Linked DNA regions of Zea mays: region 2 is linked to region 1. A link is a contact called in public Hi-C data. All regions are on one chromosome and are shown on one strand. Each heading gives the region's core, a stretch centred on a gene start, on an enhancer-like site or on the middle of the called end of the contact. The rest is flanking DNA. Distances are from core to core; before and after follow the strand shown.

Region 1 (5,613 bases), core at 1,837-4,336:
GAGTACACACTGAGCTGAGGCCACTGGCCAGACTTGAGGAATCGTTCGTTGGAACCAATGTTGACACTGCAGCGAGCATAATTCAGAGTTTAAAGATAAATCCATCAGGTTTCAGAAAGAAGTGGTTCGAACGATGAAGACTGGCTTGTAGAGGCCCAGCCACCAGTCACTCACTGGGTGGTGTACCACAGGTAGTCCGACTTGTCCCATGTCAAGCTGAGCTGCTCGATCAGGCCATCCCTTGCAAACGCGCTGTCATCCAGCGAGTTCGTGTCCTCGCTGTAGGACTGCCAAGCGAAGCGATGCATCACCGGGCTCATCTTCGGCAGCAGAGTCGGCTCCTTCACCTACACGATCGTCGCATTTTTCTCATTAGACAGACTATACATCGCATCTGTCTTGTCCTATATAGATAGAGAACGAAAGATTCAGCCTTGAGTATTATGCTCTCGCTCACCGTCGCGGTGTTGAAGACTGCGGTTTTGCAGTCGGGCAGAATGCTGATGGACCAAGCCGGGAGGTCATAGTGACGCCCGTCAAACCTGATCCTCACAGCAGATTTAACGTGGTAGTTCGACAGGAACGCAGCACAGGCTCCATTCTTTGACTTGAAGACATATGCCTGGAAAAATCGACCGGTCCATGAATATCTGCTGGTGTTTTTTGTTCTTGCATTTGGCACAATCGCATTGCCACGTGGGGGAAATCCGTAGCGAAAGTTTAACCTTTTCGTAGTTTCCAATAGATCGTATCGTTGGATCGCCAGAAACCAACGCAGGCTCGGCCTGCTTGATAGCTCTGTGCATGTTCCTCAAGTGACCCCATTTCGGTTGCCTGAGCAGACCTGCAATGTACACCCACCCACCCCCCCAGAAATTCCAGGTGTGGACGACAGACAGGTAAAAACCACACTGTGAACTTTTCCGACAAATATCTCTTGGCAGCCGATGGGAATTCAAGTTTATCAAAGATGGCAACAACCACTGCATACCAAACTCGTCAATGGGGGCATCGTAGTCGTAGCTGGTCGCGATGAAGGGGCCACCGGCGGTGCGCCCAAAGTTCGTTCCTCCATGGTACTGCGTCGATCGATCGGATTCAGAACATGTAGATGTGGTCACAGCAGCAGCAGCGAAAACAGCATTGGTGTGACCAGCATGGCGGCGTGCTCACCATGTAGTAGTTCACGAAGGAGCCTCCTTTCTGAACGAACCGTGCCACGGCGAAGGCCAGGTCCTCCACCGGCCGGTGAGGCGCCGCGCCGCCGAACTTGGTGAACCTTTGGTGTTGGAAGATTATAAAAAGAAAAATCAGGCCATTCTCAGATACCGAAACGCGTTTTTCGGGAGATCGGCATGGCTTGGATCAAGGGGGGAATACCATCCAGTCCAGGCTTCGGTCCACATGGTCGGCTTGTGCTTGTTGTTTGGCGTGAAGTAGTCGCAGTAGAAGCCATTGCAAGTGTTGATCTGCAGTGACCGGCTTACACAGAGTAAGAACTGGAAGCTGTTAAGCTGCACATAAGAAATCCAGGTACTCGACAGTTGATCTGCACATCAGCCATTGCAGCGTGCGTGCGAGCAACCGAACATACCACGGGGTCCGGGGCGTCATCCTGCTTGCACATCACCCACGGCACGCCGGCGTTGGTCCCGACAGCCATCTGGGCCGCCCAGTGAGCGTATGGCTTGCCGCCACTGCCCACGACGGACTCCATTGGCCCGAACTCGTTCTCCACCTGCGCATAGCGCGTGGCCGGATGAAGGCTCTAAAAGTTCTGCTCCAGTTTCGAGTTGCGTTTGCAAGTTTGCACTGGAAATGTGACGGTGGTGTGGTGCACACCTGAGCCATGATGATCGGGCCTCCCTGCCACTCGAACAGCCCCTCCGACTTCATCATGGACACTATCTTCTCCACGAACTTCTGCATTGCCGCCTGCCGTTAAAAAAAATAAATAAATCAGGCACACATCACTGCCACCCCAATTGGTGCAAAGTGAAAGAATGACAAAAAAAAATTGGCCATAACCAAAAAAAAAACAATTCAAATCTCTTTGGGTGAAACTAGAACACTGGTACCTTGAATGGGCCATTGTCTGTCCTGAACCTGATGCCCGGCACATACTTGAGCCAAACTGGAAAGCCACTGAAAAAAGAACAGGTACAGACGTCGGCTACGATTTTCAGAGTCTGCAAGAGTGTTGTGTTGGTACTTGGTGGTGGTGGCCGGTACCCGAAGTTCCACTCCGCGCAGACGTAGGGGCCGACGCGGAGGTGGACGTAGAGGCCGGCCTGCCTGACGAGCTTGACGAAGCGGACGAGGTCGTAGCGGTCGGCGAAGTAGTACTGCCCCTGCGCCGGCTCGTGCCCGTTCCAGAAGACGTAGGTCTGGACGACGTCGAGGCCGCCGTCCTTGGCCTTCTGGATCAGCCCGGGCCACATCTGCATCCGGCTCGGAGAGCACGAATCGATCAGTCGAGGCGAGACTAGAGACGGCCGTGGAGGACATGGAGGGCGAGCTCGCACGAGCACGGTACCTCGGGGGCGCTTCTCGGGTAGTGGATAGAGCCGGAGATGAGGATGCGGCGGCGGCCGTTGATGACGAGGGAGCGGTGGTCGTACGAGACGGCCGCATTGGCCGCGGACGCCAAGAGGGCGGCCGCCAGGAAGACGGCGAGCAGGATGCGACTACTGCTACTGCCCCCGCCGCTGCAGGTGACAAGACTACGCGGCGCTGCGGCCATGGCGCCCGCCGCCCACCTCGCCGCTCCTCTCCTCCTGAAAGCAAAGCTCCCTCCTTGGCTGGCCTTTCTCGCTCCTGGAGCAGCAGTGGGCAGTGACCTGCCGCTTCTTTCTTGGCCGAGTGCGAGTGGAGTGGCGATGGGATGGATGGGAAGGGCGTGAGGTGGCGAGTTTTTTTATCTAGACTAGAGGAGGGCGGGCAACTGCGACGGGGGAATTTTAACCCCCGTTTGCATAATCTTGTTTGTGCCGCCGCTTTTTGGATTGGTTTGCCGCCGGCGAGGTGCCGAGCTTGGGCCGTGGAGTGTGTGCGCGCGTCCACGGGAATGGTGGAGTGTGGGGGAAGAGAGATGCTTTTTTTAAGAAAAACTTATTTTAACTATGTCAGAAACACTGGCGTATGGACACCAGTCACCTCACGTCGTATCCAGATATCACCGCACGTCCAAAGAACACGCGTTTCGAGCAACACACCCATACACGCGCGTTTCAGAAAGAGTGACGAGAGAAGTGAAGGGGAAAAAAAGAGGTGGGCCCACAGCATAGCCAAGCAGCAAGCACCTGTCCGTGTTCCCTTTTCCTTTTTTTTTGTCTTTTTTCCGTTAAAGTTTTGGACCAAAACTCTTCAAATTTGCCGTAACTGCGTGGTGCCGTGGGGGTCTATAGAATGGTAGAAGATGGAGACTGTGAGTGACAAAAAAATCCAAAAAAGTTCTAAGGAAGTTTTTTTGTGAAATATTTATGTTTATGCATAAATGGTAAATCATGTCAAATGACAAGGATGTCAGTTATATGGATGATAAAATTTGAAGAACGAGGACTTTGGTTGCTCGAGGTGCTAGTTCTGCTACTTGGAATCAGCCCTTTTGTGATCTTAAGGCTGTCCGCAGCCACGGACGGTAAACACAACTCTAAAGGTATAGAGTCAACAAATGTGCTGCAGCGGGGAAACTTCAGCCCGACGCTAAATGCAACAGTAGCTGGGAAAACTCTAAATCTAGCGCACTCTTCCGCCCAACTCTATAGTCTCTCTCATCTTCTTTGCATGGCACAACGTACACAGTGGTAGGCAGGCGCGGTGGAGGTGGGCCCGGGCACAGTGGCAGGCGCGGTGGGGGCTGGGAGGGGATAGAATAGTGTGGGGTATGGGGTAGATATATAGAGTAATTGTGACCGCGGAGAATTGTTGAATAGAGTAGAGAATCTCGCTGACCAGGATGAAATATTCCTTTTAGAGTAGAAATTTAGGGTTTCATGAGTGCGGATAGCCTTAAAACCTTAGCATGCTTTCTGTTTAGGGTTATATTTGGTAGCTTAGTATTTTTAACGTTTCAAGAGAAAACCATTGTATTTATAGTTGTTTGGAGTTTGGCTTGTTTCTTTGTACGTTTGCAACCCAACATTGTCACTTTGTGATGCGACACTCTTAGTTTAACTCCAATAGGGATATGCAAAAAATGGGAATCTAAATATATGTTTGGGTTACGCAGTCAGCCGAAAGACGAGACTCAAATGTTATCGTGTCCAACCAGACACCCAAATCTATATAATGATACTTTCCACATTACATTTAAAATGAGTATAGAGTATAGGTAACTTTGTTGGAGATGCTACAGTATTATTTAGATATCTATAATGGACTTAGGAGCCCTGATAGGTACTCCGTTAGAATCAGCTTTGGCTTTCTGTATATAAAGCTTGAGTTTACCTCAGTCAAACAAAAGTATTGAGAGCTCTAAGAAATAATATTTATTTTGAAGGTTGCATTTGCTTTGCTTGTGCTACCAAAATGAATTAGGAGTCGATGAAGCTATTATTTTTCATTTAATTCAATTTCTTCACGCATTGTAGCAACAAGTTTGGGTTGTCTGAAGCTTAAGCTTTTTGAGTAAAAATGGTTGATGCATGCAATTTAATATTGTCAAAATGAATTAGAAGTTTGGGTTGCCTGAAGGTATGTCAATTAGGACACCCTCAATAATATAAGCTATTTAGTAGTTCTAAGACATTTTTTTAATGGCGTTGTCGGTGTTTTGGGTCCGACCGCACACCCGGGGATGCCCCTCAAGGTGTTTTTAGGAGTAGGACGGTGTCGATGACTGTAGCAAAATGGTTCGTGCCAGATGCACGAGGGACAGTGGACAATGTTTGCAGGTTCGGGCCGCTTAGAGACGCGTAACACCCTACGTCCTGGTGAGTATGCTTGGTGGACAAGGTTACAAGAGAACTCTCTGAATTGAGAATGCAGAGAATTGAGGTGGGTGGCTAAGTAATAGGGTCGATCGATCTGAAGGGGTGCCCCCTAGGCCTTATATACTCGACCGTGGGGCAATACATGTGGATATGATAACAATGTGTAGCTAAAATATAGTGAACTGCTTGAGTTTATCTCCTTGTAGTTCTGCCGACTTATCCTCGCATGGCTCCGTTGCATGGGGGCTCCAACGCGGGAAAGTCGGATCTCCGTTGTGGTCACTCGCTCGACGTTGCGGGTCGTCCGGGTTTGCACCAATCCGGCCTCATGTCGATCTGCTTTGCTGGTTGTCTCTCCCCAGGCCCACGAAAGAATGACCTTACGATTTATTGGGCCCTTGGGCCTTTCGTGAGGTCTTTTACTCTTTTAGTGGACCCGGGGGATATCTATCCCCCACAAGCCCCCGATCTTTGGGTTAATTTAGAGGTAATCAGCCCAAAGATCCCAGGTCCAGCTTGCAGGTGATTTGAAGAAAATGACTTCTTATTGTCTCCTCCTGCTTTGTTCACTCGTAAACCGAAGCTTTGTTTCGTGCTTGTGCCTTAGAGGTCGGCATTTCAATTTGTAAGATTCTGAACTTCATTGGGTGGGTGTAGCCCCCGAGCTTCGAGTAGATTT
Region 2 (5,613 bases), core at 2,214-4,713, 140 kb before region 1:
AGCCATGGGTGGTACCGGCCACCCTTCCTCGGATTAATCACTTCAGATTACAAATCACATACACAAAGTTTAAAGCGTTGTGGATCTCCTCGCTAAACTGGCGAAAACCTAGAGAGCAAAACTAGTAGTTCTAAACAAGTGTCTAATGAAAACAAAGCCAAAGATATGGCTGAACCATCAGCCATACCACTCTATTTATAGAGGATTATTCCTATTTCCTAAACTACCCCTATTTACATAGAGCCTATCCACTTAACCAGGGGCAAAGTGGACCAACTCCTAGGTTTTTGATCCGACAGTCACGCCCTCCACATGAAGTTGCTTTGCCTTGACGCACCCTTTGCTGTGACACCATGTGCCGCCATTGATATTCTCTTTGGAACCGCCACCGCCGAGTAGAGGCCCAAACTCGTCGTCCGCAACGCGGGGTGGTTTTTCGAGGATCAACCACCAAACCACCATGAGTATCACATCATGTGTGTGTCCCCATGTCCTAGACACGTGTCTTGCCAGTCCTCGACCGTGCCGGCAACACGACCCGCTCTGCCACGTCCTCGCGTGAGTGCGTGTCCCAGGTGTCAGCTAACATGGCTAGTCACCCTGGTGACTCCGGTCCCTCAGTTAAGTCCCAACGCTCGTTCTTCTCCGCTCCCGGTCCATCGACACGAACCTGCATGACCTTTACCTTCGTCTTAGATCGTTGTACCTGTGCTCCACACATACACACCACAAGCCAACCGACATGGTTGCACACACATAACTCACGCCCCGTTCAGTCCATGACTCGACCCGAGGCGCTACCATTAACAATCTCTCATCATAAACCCAAACCACAAGGGACAAGTCAACCTTGTATTCGCAATCCCCCCTTGATGAGTGCATTGTCAACACCACCATATGAACATATATAAGCAGAATGAAGGAATACGAAGATAAACTCACTCGAACGACCAAAAGCAAGATAGGTCATTTAGAGCAAGCAAAGCTTGGTCCCCAAAGAAATGGGCAACGACTCAACACGCCGAAGCAGAAAATGCTAGTCATCAAGAAGAGGCAAAAACAAAGCTCAACACCACTGCCCAGCAGACACAAAATCAACATAAAAGCTGAAATCAAAGGTTGTTCTTCCAGAAAGAGGCAAATGGCTCAAGACAACTAGCGAAACCTCCAAAGCTTAGAAACTCTCCCCCTCGAAGGAAACTCAACATGCTCAAAGCCTCTCCTAAAGCACCAGACAACCCCCCTTGAAAGGACTCCAGGCTTAAAAAGCTGAAAACATCAAATCTCAAATTCTCTCCCCCTTTGATGGGAGCCTGAAAGTCACAAATCTCTCCCTCTTGTTAGGGGACCGAAAATCTCAGTCTACCCCTTGTTGACAAATGGACCATCAAGCACAAACAAGAGTAGAAACAAATCCTCCCCTTGACAAGAGAACTCCCCCTAAGAAAATGCAAAAATGCAAAAGAGAGGAGAAATACAGGACCTTCAAAAGTATACCAGTCAGAGTGTAAAAATGCTCTAAGTGGTGTTGTGCTCTTTGTGCAGCAATAAATGCACGTGCTAGCAAATGCTCAAACTGATTATATACACAAGATATGTGAAGTGTAAGCATTTTGATTCAGTTTTAAACAATTCAAAAGAGAAACTCACCATTAAAGACAACACTAGGTATATAGTAAGCAGGAAATCACCAAATGTTAGTCATAGGAAAACTAGGTGAACTACCCCAAACAACGGTAACTCATCATGCTAGAATCATATTTGTGCCTCAAACTTGAGCTACAATATGTCTTCTCCCATGTTAACATGTTTATCCTTATATTTTGTCTCAAACATGATATCATCCAGTTATCACATTCTTGGTTTTAAGTTCGACACTTGTATATATAGGAAAAATCATTTCTACTCAAAGGGTGTGTAGCTACTCGTATATTTATATCTCAAGACATTATGGTAGATTTGTCATTTATTGATGGTCTGCAATCCAACATCGCTACCGAATTTTAGGCTGACAATGAGCAGACAACAATGGTGTCTAGCCAATTATAGTGTCGGTCTTTCCACCCAACAATGATAAATATTTGAAAAGCACCCTCGTGGCGATAACCGACGCAACTGAGACTCATGCAATAGATGCCATCCCCACTACCAGCCTTGTGCAGGAGCAGCTGATGCCAACAACAAACAAATGAACAAATCACACATTGAACATAGACAGTGAACAAATCTCACATCACACATTGAATCATAGACTATAAACAAAACATAGATCCATCCATCCATCCATCCACATCACAAATCGAATCACAAAAAAATGAATAAATCATAAATTGATTTACCCCATCACATATCAAATCACAGAAGACGAACACATCACATTTTCCATATCACCACTAGGGTGACCTCACTGTTGCAAAAGCTATGTAGCAGGGGCTATCGTAGACACCATGCATTAGGGCCTCACTAGGGCCATGAGACAGAATGATGCTCAAAGGATCTATGAATGGATAGTGGTGGGTCAATAACCTAATTAAAAAATCCTTCAAGATCAAAACACTACGCAAAAGGTTAGTTCAAACTATGATCCTATGCTTTATCTAGCCTAATTAACATAATACAACACAAGCCCCCTACACATGTCTATTTGTAAGAACAAGTAATTAAGCACTCAAACAAACAAGCAACTAGAACTACACCTAGCTACTAGTGAGCTAACAGAGAGAACAACTAAACTACTACTCACTAGAGCAAATCTAACATCGAAAACAAAAAATAGGAGCTAAATAGTCAAGGCTACAACATGAGAGATACACAAAGCTAGCTACAACTAGGCAATCGACAACACAAGCACAAGATAACAATTGTGTATTCGAGTGTTGAGATAGAAAAATGGCAAGTGCAATTGACATAATTTCCCCCTAGGGTTTGGTTGCTAGATGGCAACATGTGTCTCCATTGAAGTGGATCCTATAATCACCACTTCACAAAAGACAGTAGATCACCAAGGATCTCTTCAAACCATGATTAATTTCCCTGTAGTCACTCTTGACGAATCTTCCACAAGGCTAACCATAAAAGCCCTTCACAATAGCCAATGGCTAAATACATCAACAATCACCAATATTTTTTCCATGGTCTTCACAAGCACACTTTGAATAAAGCTTGCTGCTATTAATAAAGCTTGCCGATGGCTTACAAAAGGACAATACTATAGCCCATCTTGAATGACTCGGTCTACATTCCAACTCTGCCCCATCCCTATTTTGCAAGCCCACAATTTTATGAGTAAGCAGCTCCTTTTCTAAAAACTTTAAGTGGAGCAACTGTAGACTCATGTTGTAAATACTTTCAAACTATATATGCAGGCTTGCTTTTTTTAAAGGATTTTAGGGTAGAAAAAAGGTACCCTAAAAATTTAGTGTTTAGCATGATGTAACCAAATTTTATTTGGAGTTTTGATCTACAGGCATGCCAAGCGGATCCCCGCGTGCTCTCAATTTTCAAACACCCTGCAGGCCGGAGGGCTGCACCTGCGTCACCGCGTCTAGCGGAGCGGGACATCTCGCCCGCCACAGCCGCTACATCGTCCCCTACTAACGGCGGCGCGACACCCTTCAGTTTTAGACCGAAACCAATGGCCTCCGGCGGCGCACCGCCGACCGTTGCCGTCGCTGTGCGCCCCGGCGGCAGCGGCAGCCGCCTCGCCGCGCGGTGGGTGGCCGCGGGACTCCCGGGCAACGGGCGCGCCACCGCGATCACTGTCGTCCACGTCATCCCCGAGCTCTCCTACGAGCCTTCTCCGAGTAAGCTCCCCTCCACTATCTCAGCTGTTTGTTCATCGGTTCCCCATTCCGAAATGTGCGCGAGCTGACATGATCTGCCGCTGCGGCGGCGGCGCAGCGGGGGAGCGGGTGCCGATGCCGCTGGTGGGAAGGGAGCCGGCGGAGGCGTACGCGTGGGACCGGCGCGCACGCGCGGAGGAGGCGCTGCTCCCGTTCCGCCGCCTCTACTGCTGTGGCCTCGCGAACGTCACCGTGAGTGCGTCGTGCGCGCAGCAGAATACCCTAACAGACAGCTCGCATTTTAAGCGTAGCGCAGCCTGTGTTTTGGTGTGACTGGAATGGGATTTCTCCGCGCGCGCAGGTGGAGACGGTAGTGGTTGAAGGCGACGGTGTCGCGGAGGCGCTGCTGCGGTACATACGGGAGTCCGGCGTACGGAGCCTGGTGCTCGGCTCGGCGTCCTTCCGCTGGTTTCGGAGGTGAGTTTTTGTTTTTCATTTTTAAGGGTTTATATGTTTACTTGTTTAGCAATGGAAGAAATCGAGCGTTTTAGCTCAATCACCATCGTCCGTCGTTCGTCCACAAGCTCCGATCCACGGAGACACCCCTGACGGTGTCCACACGTGTTGATGCCCCTGCATTCCGCGGCAGGAGCAGGATAGGTTCCTCGAGCGTCCACTGCTGGTTCTGCTGCCGCCTCCATGGTTACCTTGTGTCCGTGTCTCCTATAGTCCTATCTTACCCGGCCGGCCTCCTCTGGCAACCTCCAACACCCTAGCCGGCGGTAGCCCCAGTGCCCCACTGCCACCGCTAGGCCGGCCTGCCGCCATGGGTCCGCTCTAAAGTCTATAGTCGTCGAGTTCAAATGAATTCCAATCCCGAATCCGAGCTCTAACTTCGTCAGTAACGGAACTGAAGAAGCTGATGAAATCTAAGAATGTCAGAAAAACACAACACCAGATAGGACAGATATATTACGGAGAGCTGGCTTATGTGCCTATATATGTAAACATGGATAAGACCAACCCTTCCAACCTTATCCCCAATCCAAACAAACCCTTACTTTTGGGTGCACTTTCTTCTAGTGCTGGCTTCCACATTTGATTTACTGTCTTTGTTCTTCTCTGTTGGTTTTAGAAATGTTTTTCTCGTTGTACAGTAACTGTATCTAACTAATTCAGAGCCTGCATGATAATTCCGCTCTGCTGTTTTTACAAATTTGTATTTAATAATTTGTCACCTCTGCTTATACCGATTGACAAAGCTATTTATATGTATATATCGTAATTTTTGCAGTAAGGCATCAATTGTCGCATTGTCCATTTTGCAGGGCGCTGAGCATCCCAGATGTCCCCGGTACTGTCATTCAAGCTACGCAAAATTCATGCAATGTATTTGTTGTGTCCAAACGGAGACTAATTATGAAACTCGCAAGATATCCTCAAACGAGTGGTGTGTTCTTCTGCCGCATATACTGCTCCTATGCCGTGTTTCATTTTTCTTGTTTAACAACCTCGTTTTGTCTTTGGGATATCAATTTTGCAGAGTCTAACAGAAACTTGAGGATCGAGTCCATTAGTCATGAAACATTTGCACTATCACACAGGAGTTTACTGTTTGACAACTTTGGTGACGATGAAGCACAATCAGATTCATTCTCCCAGTCCCACAGCTCACATAGTGCTTCCAATGTTGTTTCAAGTTCAGAAAGTTCTGAACAAGTTGCTTCAGGAAGTTCAGGAGTAAATTATGCAGCAACCGAAGGAAGTAAGAACTACGATTCTCTTAGCTCCTGGGGGGAAGATCCTTGGGTTGCCTCAAACTCCAGCGAAG

The links. Hi-C and Micro-C count contacts between places; a contact is called where the count stands out from the background.
Region 2: a contact with region 1 is called in a Hi-C map of ear, with 3 times the contacts expected there. The contact joins the promoter of LOC100193510 here to the promoter of LOC103654804 in region 1. A contact is called at or near these places in 4 of 25 Hi-C or Micro-C datasets (ear, tassel and an unstated tissue) and 1 of 3 datasets of contacts at active chromatin or transcription factors (leaf).

The regions. Positions count from the first base shown.
Region 1 is chr4:238,771,543-238,777,155 of Zm-B73-REFERENCE-NAM-5.0, reverse strand. LOC103654804 (beta-galactosidase 4) reads right to left here and starts at 3,086. Exons shown (of 16, transcript XM_008681616.4): 1 at 2,537-3,086; 2 at 2,233-2,441; 3 at 2,079-2,145; 4 at 1,843-1,935; 5 at 1,595-1,738; 6 at 1,381-1,469; 7 at 1,174-1,279; 8 at 992-1,079; 9 at 726-844; 10 at 458-622; 11 at 175-347; 12 at 1-66. The coding sequence starts at 2,743.
Region 2 is chr4:238,911,495-238,917,107 of Zm-B73-REFERENCE-NAM-5.0, reverse strand. LOC100193510 (U-box domain-containing protein 34) reads left to right here and starts at 3,463. Exons shown (of 9, transcript NM_001309882.1): 1 at 3,463-3,803; 2 at 3,901-4,034; 3 at 4,144-4,259; 4 at 5,111-5,232; 5 at 5,326-5,613. The coding sequence starts at 3,635.